Regions from separate parts of the Capra hircus genome. Here region 2 is linked to region 1. The links are chromatin contacts, called in public Hi-C maps. All regions are on one chromosome and are shown on one strand. Each heading gives the region's core, a stretch centred on a gene start, on an enhancer-like site or on the middle of the called end of the contact. The rest is flanking DNA. Distances are from core to core; before and after follow the strand shown.

Region 1 (6,925 bases), core at 1,735-4,234:
CCATCAGATGTCTCCGTCCCACCTTAGCAAGGCCATCCTGACTCATGGACTCTGTTTTGTCACCAGTAAACGCCCCGAGGTTGTGACTATGACAGATTGGAAGGCGCCCGTGGTGTGGGAAGGCACTTACAACCGAGCCGTCTTAGACGATTACTACGCCAAGCAGAAAATTACCGTCGGCCTGACGGTTTTCGCCGTCGGAAGGTAGGTGTCGCTAATAAAAATAACCTTGACTTTTCCTTTGTCCCACTGTCAGAAGGTTGGTGAGGGGCTCCCTGGGCTCATGGAGGCTGTTCCTGGATGTGTCTGAATCATTAGACAGGAGAATGGAGCAATAGGACTGTTTCAGGCTCCTTTTAGCTGAGGCCCCAAGAGCCTGAGAACAAGACAGTGGATGGGAGTGGACAGCTTCCCACCTGAGCGAGGCCTCGGTTGCAGGTTAGAGTGTCTGCCACACTCACTGGGCCTGGAGTTTCCAGCACACACAGCGCCGCCTCCACTCTGACCTCCACGGCCCTCTCTGGGAATTCCAAAAATGCCAGCTATTAGACAGCCCAAACGTGTGTCATTGTTTCTCCCACACACTCAAGACCCCAACTGAGAACTAAGGACAGAAGTGACTAAGCGCGGAGCTTCCCCACGTCAGCCTGGCTGACCACTCTCCCCAGGCTTCCGCAGCTGCCTCTGCCCTTCTCCTCCTAGAGGCTTTGGCCCCCGGAGATCTGGCCAACCAGAACTTCTTCTTCCAGAGGTTGGATGGGTTCCTGTTTCTGCTTCCAGTTCCTTGTTTAGAACGACATTTCTCCCCAAACTGCAATCATTCTTACTTAAAAGTTGGAGCTGTGATAATAGTTTAAAATATAACCCATTTTGTTCCTTTGGTGATTTTTTTTTTTCTTTATCAAAACGAAAGCAAAGGTTTACTTTTCCTATTAGCCTCCTCCCTGCAACCCCCCTCCACGGGCCTTCCCATCTGTATCTTTTCCGAGCGCCACATGGGAAGTTGACTGCTCGCTTGTACAGAGAGCGGTGAAGGCCCGGGTGGATCTGAGTGAGGATCTGTGCGTCTTCACTTCCAAGACCGTCCCCAGCCCAGAGCCCGGAAGCCATCGCCCTCACCCTACTGGTCAAGTCCTGATGTCACCACCTGTGCTGATCCCAGGGGCATCTCTGATGGAGAAGGGTGACTCTGGAATTTTGACATTTTTACTGGAAGAATCTGTACTGTTATGAGTCTGGAGCAGATGCTTAGCTCACCTCATCCTTTGGTATGAGAGGGGACGAGCCAGCCACCCTGTAGACTGATTTACTCCTGATGTTTCCACAAAGAACAGAATGTGGCCAGCGGTTCCACGATGGCTTCACCCTCGTATTCGCAGCTTCACAGAACCAAACAGTAAATTGTACACCCTGAGCTCTCCTCTTGGAGGCAGGAGGGGACTGCTTGTACTCTGCAGCAATAAATCCTCCCAAGAGTGGATCTGGACTTTTAGGAGGTGTGATGTTTGGTTTGTTTTCAAATAATAGTGCCCGGAGCCAATTGCAATGCTTTCATCTCTAAATAATGTTAACCCTCACAAGGGCCCCCTCCCCTCCCCCTAGGATTGTCTTCCAAGCTTCAGGGCACAATAGATTTTTTTTTCAGAGCCATGGCAAAGTCCCTCTTCATATTGCTCAGATATATTCTACTGTAAACCCCGGGGTTTTTCCAGAGACCAATATTAAAACCACAGTTTATTTTTGTAGAAACAAATGGGAATCCAAACTGCAACTAAGGAGCAAAAACAAATGCCAGTTATTATTACTCACAAAATGTCATAACTGGCCGTGAGTGTGATCAGTAAATTAAACTTAGTCCACATCCGCTGAGCATGAGTCTGGGGGTGATGCAAGTTGTGTTAAGCCAACTCCCTCTTTCCTTCTCTATCATCCCCACGCTGTCACATGATAAGTGTGTAGTTTGGCTCACAAAAGACATGAACATGTTTTTGGAATAAATAAGTAAATAGCTAAAATACCACATCTGTTAGAAGGACCTAAGTCCAAAACACTGACAACACAAACTGCTGGCAAAAATATGGAGCAAGCAGAACTCTGATTCACTGCTGGCGAGAAGGCAAGATGGTTCAGCCGCTTTGGAAGAAAGCTGAACATATTCTTATCATACAGTCTAGCAATTGCATCCTTGGTATTCACCAAAAAAAGCTGAAACTTTATAGCCACACAAAATCTTACATACAGATGTTTAAACGCAGCTTTAGTCATAGTTTCTAAAACTTGGACATAACTAAGATGTCCTTTAGTAGGTGAATGGATTAATAAACTGTTGTGGTACGTCAGGTGGTAGAATATATTATCAGTGCAAAAAACACAAAATCTATCAAGCCATGGAAGAGATAGAGGAACCTTAAATGCATATTATTAAGTAAAAGAAACCATTCTGAAAAGATTGCCTGCTGTCAGATTCCAACCTCGTAACATTCTGGAAAAGGCAAAACTATGGAGACAGTAAAAAGATCAGTAGTTGCCAAGGGTCGGCAAAGGGGAATGGATGAATGGGCAGAATACAGAATTTTTAGGGCAGTGAAAATACTCTGTATGATATCATACATAGTGAAAAATACTTGTCATTATATATTTGTCGAAATCCATAGAATACACACAACCAAGAGTGAACTTTTTTTAGGAAAGGAAATGAGATAGTTAAAATAAGTTTAAATCAGAGGGTGTTTGCTCTGGTATTTGGATGGGTCTTATAATGGTGGTAGCTGGATAATGTATTGGTGTTTGGCGTAACCACTAGAAAATTCTCAAAGTGAATGTATAATGTGGAAGGATATTCATGTCCCCCATAACCCATTCTCTGGGTCCCAGAGAAGGAGAAGAGAGTGGCGATGCTTAGTCTTAAGGCATCCCCAAAGGACCTAAGAGGCGTGCCACCCTTTCATCTGGTAGGGCAGGATAACATTGGAGTGGATGTTGGGGTTTCTGAGAGATGCCTGAGAACTAGCGCCACCTGATGTTGATCACAGGGTACAACCTTCCAGTTATAAAATGAGCAAGTTCTGGGGATCTGATGTAAAGCATTGTGGTTATTGTTAATAATATTGTTTTCTATATTTATAAAGTTATTCAGATAATAAATCTCAAATCTTCTCCCCAAAACAGAAATGATGATTATGTGATGCGATGAAGGTGTTAACTAATGCTACTGCTGCTGCTAAGTCGCTTCAGTCGTGTCCGACTCTGTGCGACCCCATAGACGGCAGCCCACCAGGCTCCCCCGTCCCTGGGATTCTCCAGGCAAGAACACTGGAGTGGGTTGCCATTTCCTTCTCCAATGCATGAAGGTGAAAAGAGAAAGTGAAGTCACTCAGTCATGTCTGACTCTTAGCGACCCCATGGACTGCAGCCTACCAGGCTTCTCCGTCCATGGGATTTTCCAGGCAAGAGTACTGGAGTGGGGTGCCATTGCCTTCTCCGAACTAATGCTACAGTGGTGGTAATTTTGTGACATATGTGTGCTTCATGCTCAGCCACTTCAGTCATGTCTGACTCTTTGTGACTGTATGGACTGTAGCCCACCAGGCTGCTCTGTCCATGGTATTTTCCAGGCAGGAATACTGGGGCAGATTGCCATGCCCTCCTCCAGGGGATCTTCCTGACCCCAGGCGTCAAACCTGCATCTCCTGCGTCTCTTGCATCACAGGCAGATTCTCTGCCCACTGAGCCATCTGGGAAGCCCTTTTGTAATAGATGAATATACCGAATCAACACTTGGGACATCTTAAACTTAAACTATGCTATATGTCAATTATATCTCAATAAAACAGTACCAAAAAAGGACTAGCACACTTTCGCCTACCCAGAGTCTGAACCAACTGATAAATAAGACAAAGGGATAAATAAGGTAGATGGTAGTGATGATCATCTTCACTGCGGTGAAAGCTGATATTGAAGAATATGGGTTATAAAGCTGAAGGCCCTGGGCCTCCTGATGTTGAACCACAGAATTAGAAAGACGTAGGCACCCTTCATCCATAGCACGAGAAACTGCAGGTGTCTGGATGTTGGAGAAGGGCCTGTATCATTTAGCTACACTGTAGGGCCCAGAGCAGTTGTGAATACATGTTCTCTCCACCTGACTGGCTTCCAAGAGTGAGAGAGGAGGGGCTGGCCTGCCTGGTCACCTTTCAGAATCATCAGGTAAGTCACTTTATCTCCTCAAAGTTGAGTGACTGTGTGGTGGAGAGCGGCCAGAAATAATAGTACAGCAAATCCCAGTGTGTGTGTTCACCCGCTCAGTCTTGTCCGACTCTTTGAGACCCCTGTGGACTGTAGCCTGCCAGGCTCCTCCGTCCATGGAATTTTCCAGGCAAGAATACTGGAGTGGGTTTCCATTTCCTCCTCCAGGGGATCTTCCCAGTGTTCGAATCGCACCTCCCTCGTCTCCTGCATTGCAGGCTGAGTCTTTACCACTGACCCACCGGAGAAACCTGCAGAAGTCCCAGAGGTTACGTTTATCCCATTCTTCTTTGTTTCAGATACATTGAGCATTACTTGGAGGAGTTCTTAACATCTGCTAATAAGCACTTCATGGTTGGCCACCGAGTCATCTTTTACGTCATGGTGGACGACGTCTCCAGGATGCCTTTGATAGAGCTGGGCCCTCTGCGCTCCTTCAAAGTGTTTGAGGTCAAGCCTGAGAGGAGGTGGCAGGACGTCAGCATGGTGCGCATGAAGACCATCGGGGAGCACATCGTGGCCCACATCCAGCGTGAGGTTGACTTCCTCTTCTGCATGGACGTGGACCAGGTCTTCCAAGACGAGTTCGGGGTGGAGACCCTGGGTGAGTCGGTGGCCCAGCTACAGGCCTGGTGGTACAAGGCAGATCCCGATGAGTTTACCTACGAGAGGCGCAAGGAGTCTGCAGCATACATTCCCTTCGGCGAAGGGGATTTTTATTACCATGCAGCCATTTTTGGGGGAACACCCACTCAGGTCCTTAACATCACCCAGGAATGCTTCAAAGGAATCCTCAAGGACAAGAAAAATGACATAGAAGCCCAATGGCATGATGAGAGCCATCTAAACAAGTATTTCCTTCTCAACAAACCCACTAAAATCTTATCCCCAGAATACTGCTGGGATTATCACATAGGCCTACCTGCGGATATTAAGCTTGTCAAGATGTCTTGGCAGACAAAAGAGTATAATGTGGTTAGAAATAACGTCTGACTTTGTGCCAGTACATTTTTGAATTTGAGAGAGTATTATTCTGGCTACTTCCTCAGAAAAGTAACACTTAATTTTAACTTTAAAAAAAAAAAAAAACCTAACAAAAGACCAACACAGCAAGTACATATTATTTCTCCTTGTAACTTTGAGCCTTGTAATACGGGAGAATGAACCTGTGGTAATCGGATGTAAATTCCCAGTGATTTCTTACCTATTCTCAGTTGTGGGGGAGGGGAATGGATACACTATCAGTTGAACCAAAAAAGAAAAAAAATTGTCATAGACAAAAGCCAGAAACATTCTACACGTGCCAATTAACTTACTGGAGAGAAGTACGCAAAGGGAAGTGTTTGGCAACAAGATAATGATTGTGAGGGGCTGTCCTCTTGATTTCAGTGTCTTCCTGTCTCTGCTGGGTCTGAAGCAACACAGAGTTGCTTTTGCAGCAGGAGAACTCTTAGTAGGACATAGTCTACCTTGGTGATCCTCAAATGGTTTAGTCAATGGCCTTTCCTTATCAGGATATTGGCTTCTGTGCCAAGACTAGTCAAGATTCCCAGTACATATGGTGAAGATGTTGGGAATCACAGGCAATCTGAGTGGGTCAGTGGGTGCTCAGCACAAAATGAAAACAAAGCCTCCAAGTAAGTTGGCCATGAAATAAGCAAAGAGAGAGTAGAAAGACAGGGAGCTGATCCCTGTGGGGCATTGCCTTCTCTGAGGGGCACAGGGCATGCGGTTGGCATATAAATACAGCACGGATCCAGGCAGTTGTGGGTGGTCGCCAGTGAACTCAGCCATTATGACGGCCAGAGCACTGTTGTCTTGTAAGATGCTTCTTGTTTTGGCCAAGTCATATTCAGTATGCTGGACTCTGGAACTTGAGTCTTCAGATCCTTGGCCAGAGGAAGTGGATGGTGTCTGAGGAAACAAAATCCTGCAGGGGACTGGAGAGAATTGCCAGGGGTTCCATTTCCCAGACCTGGGCTTCATGACAGTCAGTTGTCAGAAACTCCTGCCACCATCTGCCCTAACCCTCAGCCCAGCAAGCCCCACGTTTGCAGGGCTGACATCAAGGAACCTCTTGTTTCCCCTTGCCCCATCTGCACTACTGAAGTATAACAACCAGACGTGTTTAATAAAATGGTTAGCTGATTTTATGTCAAAAGTAGAGGGGGTGGCGATGGGAGATCCAGTCCTTGTGACTGAACACCTTACCATTCAATTCCTTTCTGTGAGAGAAGCTATGAAATTTTATATATTATTTAAAGTTAAGCAAGTCAGTGTAAAGGGAGAAAGGAGGCAACATTTATATATGCAGGCATGTTTATATTTTGCTCGTGTTCCAGTTTATGTCATTGCTTTACATTTTCAAGTGATTGACTTAAAGAGCCGCCTCCCCGGCTTGATGCTCAGCAGTGTGGGCGTCTTTGATTAAATGAAACCTTCATTTTCTCGACTGTTTTACTGTGCCTCCTACTCTTCCGTTCTTGCCAAAATTTTTTACAACCCAGTAAAACAAAAGAAAACCAACAAAAATCCTGAAGAATTGGGCTTGTAGAAGAAAAGGGAGATCAAAGGTCAGTTAGGACTCTTGCTTCTGTATAATTCAAGTTTTGGGGAATCCATTCTGGACTAGGGAGAGTTCATGGTTTAAGTCTGAAAACAAAGAAATGACGTTTCTTCA
Region 2 (6,925 bases), core at 1,563-4,062, 120 kb before region 1:
CTTGACTTTCCCATCAGCTTCCTCATTGAAGTGTCCTGGCCTCCAGTCATCATCTTCAATGGAGGTCCACCCTTTGGGACTTCATAGATCCAGAGAAAAGAAAAGTGAGTCACTTAGTTAGTCACACTCTATGTGACCCCACGGACTGTAGCCTACCAAGCTCGCGCATGGAATTCTCCAGGCAAGAATACTGGAGTGGGTTGCCATTTCATTCTCCAGGGGATCTTCCAACCCAGGAACTGAACCCAGGTCTCCCGCGTTGCAGGCAGACTCTTTGCTGACTAAGCCACCAGGGAACCCTCCAGAGAGAATTCCTTCAGTTGAGATTCAGAGAGAATTCTTTCAATTGCCAGCTTGGGGTAGGGCAAGAGGGAATACTTCTGGCTGTTATATTTGGGGAGCAGAGCAGGGAAAGGGGGCTAAAGTCCCATCACTCAGACTGTATGTCCCTTACTTTCTCTTTCAGTCTTCTTCTCTGCTGTGCCTGACACTTGTGAGTCCTTTGTGACTCAGTTCCCCTGTCCTGTGCTGTGCTTAGTTGCTCAGCCATATCCGACTCTTGGCGACCCCATGGACGATAGCCCTCCAGGCTCCTCTGTCCATGGGGATTCTCCAGCCAAGAATGCTGGAGTGGGTTGCCCTGCCTTCCTCTAGGGAATCTTCCCAACCCAGGGATCAAACCCAGGTCTCCCACATTGCAGGCGGATTCTTTACTGGTCTGCAGGTGGTCATTTACCCCTGTAAGACCTGAGAGACATCTTTCTGCGTCTAGGCTTCCCACCAGACCTGGCCCCTCCATGACCTGAGCCTCTGGGATGCTCAGGACAAACTGACTGTCTCCTCCTTTGTCTCTTCTCTGAGGGCACTTCATTTTTTCCTAATTTTTTTCTTTCGGTCACACCCTGCGGCCTGTGGGATCTTAGTTCCAGGGAACCTGAGTCCCCTGCGGTGGAACAGTGAAGCCTGAACCACTGAGCCACCAGAGAAATCCCTCTGCATGCATTTCAGATTGTAGCTACCTCTCTGTTAGCATCCCTTCTTCCAAAGGTTTGTTGAGGTCTTCTTTTCTGCTGTGCTCCTGTCCCAGCTTCGTTGTGATCATGAGCTGGTTTATACCTGCTCTTACCCTTCACTGTCAGTTTCAGGGCCTGAGGAGGGACAGAGGGCAGATACCTGGGCTGATACCATGTCCAAGTGGCTGTCAATCAAAGTCCTGCCTCCCACTGTGTCCTCACCCCCTCCTACCTGGCTTCTGCCCCTGCCCATCCCTGGAGCACACTCCCTGGGTCTCTAGGACCAGGTCTACAGGATCACTTTCTGTTCTCACATGACTTAACGGCTTGGTAACGTTTGACCCTCTCAAGCTTGTTCTTGTTTGACTCTGTCCTGCCTTAGATTCTTGGGGGGACACAGTGTCATGAAGACCCTTCCTGTGTTTCTCCAAACCTCTGCCGAAGCCTCTGGATCTAATTTTCTGGCTTCTCTTCCCTCTGCTTCCTCTGAAATATTATTATTTCTCAGGGGTCCCTTCTCAGCCCCCATTCCTTCTTACCCTAGAGAGTTTCCCTGAGGGCTTCCTCCCTCCCCACAAATTCAGAGGTTTCCCTCCAAAAGCTGATCATTTCCAAATGCTGGCTCCCTGCCCTGATCCCTCACGTGGATCCAGATCCCATCTCCAGCTGTGTCCCAGACCCCTCTTCTTGAGAGGCCTTATGTCAAAAGCTGGCCTTGGCTTTTCCCTCCTCCTGAATCTGTTTCTCTTCCTAGGAAAGGCCACCATCTTCTGTTTAGTTGCCCAGAAACTTGGGTGTCATCCTTGACCATCCTGTTTTCTGTTTCCACACTCAACTGCTCACCAAGTTCTACTACTTTACCTCTCTAATAAATCTCTCCGTGCCCATCCACACTTCACCCCTAAAGCTTCTCTTCACTGGTCTCCCTGTCCCCTGCATTCCACACTACTGCTCACCTCCTGTTAAACAGCAAATTTCACCAAGCTGCTAATGGCTCCCACGACTTAGGAATTAAGTCCAAATGGCCCCCAAGGCTAGAGTTGCCAGATTTAGCACACAAAATACAGGATGTCCAGTTAAATTTGAATTTCAGATAAACAATCTTTTTTTTTTTTTTTTTTTGTTTAAGTGTAAGTATGTCCCACTTACTATCTGGCATCTGGATCCTTTCCACACCCCAACCTCATTTCTTGCTATGCTGTATTTCACATCTGACTCTCAGGCTAGACCGAACTGTTTGAACTTGAACTCCTCAGCTGGAAGAGACAGCTCTCACCAATAAGCTCTTCTTACCTGCTGCCCCCACCCCGAAAGGCCCTGTTCCCTTCTTGCCCTGACCAGCCTCTGCTCACCCCTGGGGTTCCCTCCTCTAAGAAGGCTCTCTGCTCCCTCATAACTGCTGCTCACTCACTCAGTTGTGTCTGACTCCTAGCGACCCCGTGGACTGTCCATGGAATTTTCCCAGGAAAGAACACTGGAGTGGGTTGCTATTTCCTCCCCCAGGGGGATCTTCCCAACCCAGAGACTGCATCCACGTCTCTTGTTTCTCCTGCATTGGCAGGCGGATTCTTTACCCACTGGGCCACCTGGGAAGCCTTCCTCAGAATAGATTTGGCTCCTTCCCTGAGTGGCCAGAGGCCCGTTTCCCTGGACGGCAGCACTTCATCGGCTGGCTTGTCCCCTTAGTTGGCTCTTTTTCTCTCTGTTGCCGACAAGGAGCCGTCAGCAACTCTGTGACCCACATCTGGACCAGCCCGCATGGCCCCATCCAGCTGGAGGCTCCCGGGGGCCTGGAGCCTTGGCTGAGGCCCCAGCTTTCTTTCTGCTCTCTTGGCCTGGGTCCCAGTCTGTTGGTTCACACTCCTCCCTTGCTTGAATTCCCATGAAAAGTGGCCTCCACCCGTAGCCCCCTGCCCAGGACTAGATTACAAGATGCTGAGACAATGGAGGCGGTGAGCCAGATTTCTATCAGGCCTGCCTTGCCATCCCCCGCAGCACTCGCCTGTGCATCTAGGGGTCAGATGCTGACAGCAGAGGTCATAGAGCGCAAGGCTCACTCACACCGGGCCTGCCTGCCCCTGTGGGGGTAAAGGGGAGGGAGCTTGGCCTTAAAGTTGGGACCCTGGCTTTGAATCCCAGTCCTGACCCTTTCGAGCGCCATGCAGAAAGGCCAGATGAGCACACCCCCTCCCCTGGTGCCTCATTTTCTTGTCTGTAAAGTGGGGACAGCAAGGAGACCAAACCAGTCAATCCTCAAAGAAATCAACTCTGAATATTCATTGGAAGGACTGATGCTGAAGCTGAAGCTCCAATACTTAGACCACCTGATCCAAAGAACCAGCTCACTGGAAAAGACCCTGATGCTGGGAAAGATTGAAGTCAAACGGAGAAAAGAGTGGCAGAGGATGAGATGGTTGGATAACATCAGTGACTCCATGGACATGAATTTGGGCAACCTTTGGGAGAGAGTGAGGGAAGTCTGGAGTCCTGCAATCCATGGGGTTGCAAAGAGTTGGACACAACTTAGCGACTAAACAACAAAGTGGGGATAATAATGTTTATCTCACAGCATATGCTGTCAAAGAAGTGTGGCTAACACATGCAAGGGCACACAGCAGCAAATAGGATGCGGCTCCGGCCTTCGCTTGCCTTGCTCAAGGCTGGTGGCTGCAGGATGCTGGGACCAGAGCGCTCCTGGCAGCTTTCTTTCTTCCCAGCGTCACTAACAGGGTATCACTAACCAGTCTCGAGGAGGAGGGCTGTTAGAGCCCACTCTCCACCCCCGCTCTGGCTCCGTTCAGCATCTCCACTGTGAATCAATAGCCCAGGTGAGCACAGAGGAGCTGACAAAGCAAGCTAAAGGTGAGGACAATTAAACAGAGAGGCACAAGGCTAGAGGACAAAGCGGTTGGCCGGGAGCTGGAGAAACCAGGGCCTCCTGCCTCCTCCAGTTTGCCTCTTTCTCTGTCCCAGCACCCTTCAGATCCCAGAGGAATGGGCACTGTGGCCATGTGGTCTATGCTGACTCAGCTTCCACCTTGGTGGAGCAGGGTCCCCCATAGACATTCTTGGGACATTTCTCAGCACTCCTTACTCTTCATCCCATTTATTTATTGATGTCATTATTTATGTCTCAAACTGTCATGCAAAGAGAAAAAAAGAATGGGAAAAAAATTAAGGGAACAGAATATTCAAAACTAGGAATTCCTTGGTGATCCAGTGGTTAAGACTTGGTGCTTTCACTGCCAGGGGCCCGTGTTTGATTCCTGGTTGGTGGGGGCTAAGATTCCACAAGCCATGGGCTCAAAAAAAAAAAAAAAAAAGAGAGAGAGAAAAGAAAAAAGAAAACAACCCAGAAACTGTAGGACAATTACAAAAGGTCAAACACATGTGTAATGAAAATCCCAAAAGGGAAGAAAGAGGCAAAGGAGGAGGAGAGATTTTGGAAGAAAGAATGGCTGAGAATTTTCCAAAATTGATGACAGACTCTCTCTGCCACCTGCTTCCAAATTGTGAGCGCCTTGAGGACAGGAGTCTGTCAGTTTGCAAATGATAATAACCGAAAATGTTTAGGATGACATTTAAGAAGTGTTTTTTAAAAGTTACATGTATACACACAGCCTTTCATTTCCAACTTCAACACATAAAGACCTCAGGAGGTATCATTTCCAGCCTTGCAGGAAGACCAAACTGAAGAAACTGCAAATCTTGGGTCCAACAGAGAACTGAGTTCACAGGGCACACCCTTCCTGAAAAACTGGACTCAGGGGGAAAACACAGAATCACAACCTGATAAGCCTCCCCAGGGGAGCCTCTGGAGCCGTAATGGGCAGGAGCACTCCTGATGGTAACTGATAGATTGCTGGAGGCTCAGTGTGGACCACGTTGAGAGTTTAAAATTCCTAGATAAAATATATGTGGGCTTTAGCTCCAGGTTTTATCTCCAGGTTCTCACAAAGAAGGCTAGAGAGAAATTCTCTCTCACTTCTAGAAGGAGCAGAGGAAGAGTCACTGTTGTTTAGTCGCTAAGTCAAGTCTGACTTTTTTGTGATCTCATGGACTGTACCCTGCCATTAGCCTGCCAGACTCCTCTGTCCATGGAATTTCCCAGATAAGAATACTGGAGTGTGTTGCCATTTCCTTCTTCAGGGGATCTTCCCAATCCAGGGATCAAACCCAAGTCTCCTGCGTTGCAGGTGGATTCTTTACCAATGAGCAACAGGGAAGGAATTGACCACTTTTCAAATACACCTAGGTCTCTGTCTGTAAGGGAGCCGTGTGGTGCCAATGATAAAGATGCCAGTGCATCCCACTGCATCCCACTGCCACTGTGGGTTCAACCCCTGGATCGGGAAGATCCCCCGGAGAAGGAAATGGCAACCCACTCCAGCGTTCTTGCCTGGAGAACCCCGTGGACAGAGGATCTTGGCAGGCTCTAGTACCATGGGGTCTCAAAGAGTCAGACCCAACTGAGCATGAAAGCACAACACATTTGTCAGTAACAAAGGTCTGCCTCCAAGGAAAACTGCTTTACAGAGTCTTATCTGATCTTGGTAAAGGGCAGACGTCCTGTCTTAAATGGGAGTGAGGGAGGAGCTAAGAAGCTCACAGTTCAGGAACTTATGCAGTGCACGTGTGCTCAGCCATGTCCAACTCTTTGAGATCCCATGGACTGTAGCCCTCCAGGCTCCTCTGTCCTTGGGGTTTTCCAGGCAAGAATATTGGAGTGGGTTGCCATTTCTTCCTCTAAGAGATCTTCCTGACCCTGGGATCAAACCTGAGTCTCTTGTGTTTCTTGCATTGGCAGGCAGAATAAAGTCACAGCCCAGCCACTCAGGCACACTACAAAAATGGAACAAACAACTGGGATTTAATCGTAAGACTACAGAATGCTTCCCTCCCCAGTGCCATAGCACACGTCAACAGGTCAACTATTGTTTAGAGAGCTGCAAGACAAAGATGCTATTTAAGATAGACTTCTTAGGGAGACTCAAAGACAATAGGAGAGAAAACAGCAAGGAACTAGAAGAAACTGAAGCCTCTGGCACCTATGGCTGCAGCAAACCTGAAAGACAGCCCTGCTTTTAGCGAGGTTAACATAAAACTTCACACTAAAAGCCTGGTTACCTCAGTTCCTAGTACCAGATACCTCATGGCCAGCTTTCAACAAAAAATTACAAGCCTTGCCAAAGGACACAAAACAGCCTGGTATGAAGAGACAAAGCAAGCATCACACCAAGACTCAAATATAATGCAAGATTTGGACTTGTCAGATAAAGTATTTGAAGCTATGATTAACATATTAAGGGGATTAATATGGAAAGAGTAGGCAGCATGTAAGAACAGATAAATAATGTAAGCAGAGGAAGAAATTCTAAGACTCAGAAGGAAATGCTAGAAATCAAAATCACTGTAACAAAAATGAAGAATGCCTTTGATAGGCGTATCAGTAGACTAGATACAGCCAAAGAAAGAATTGATGAGTCTCAAAATATGTCAATAGAAGCATTCCAATTTGAAATGCAAACAAGAAAAACTCTGTCACTTGTATTCAACATAGTATTAGAAGTCCTAGCCACCGCAATCAGACAAGAAAAAGAAATAAAAGGAATTCAAAATGGAAAGAAAGAAATAAAACTGCCACTATTTGCAGATGACATGATACTACACAAAGAATATCCTAAAGATGGGACCAAAATACTGCTAGAGCTCATCAATGAATTTAGTGAAGTCATGGGATAAAAATACACAGAAATCTATGATACTTATATATTTATAACAAATGATTAGGAGGAAATTAAGAAAACAATCCCATTCATAATTGCTTCAAAAAGAGTAAAATACATAGGAATAAATCTAACTAAGGAGGTAAAAGTCAATACACATATTCAAGGCAATCCCTACTGAAATGG

Evidence for each region. A called contact is a pair of places that touch in the nucleus more often than the background predicts.
Region 2: a contact with region 1 is called in a Hi-C map of blood, with 4 times the contacts expected there. The contact joins two enhancer-like sites. A contact is called at or near these places in 2 of 5 Hi-C or Micro-C datasets (both in blood).

Annotation. Positions count from the first base shown.
Region 1 is chr11:91,920,155-91,927,079 of ARS1.2, reverse strand. It overlaps LOC102168270 (N-acetyllactosaminide alpha-1,3-galactosyltransferase), which reads left to right. Exons shown (of 7, transcript XM_018055705.1): 6 at 67-204; 7 at 4,545-6,925. The coding sequence ends at 5,238. Among named protein-coding and RNA genes, the nearest start is that of DAB2IP, 150 kb to the left of the region's middle. Within about 2 kb of position 2,984, at least 3 of the 5 cell types and tissues checked have an H3K27ac peak or open chromatin away from gene starts, as enhancers often do.
Region 2 is chr11:92,037,943-92,044,867 of ARS1.2, reverse strand. No RefSeq gene overlaps it. Among named protein-coding and RNA genes, the nearest start is that of DAB2IP, 30 kb to the left of the region's middle. Within about 2 kb of position 2,812, at least 3 of the 5 cell types and tissues checked have an H3K27ac peak or open chromatin away from gene starts, as enhancers often do.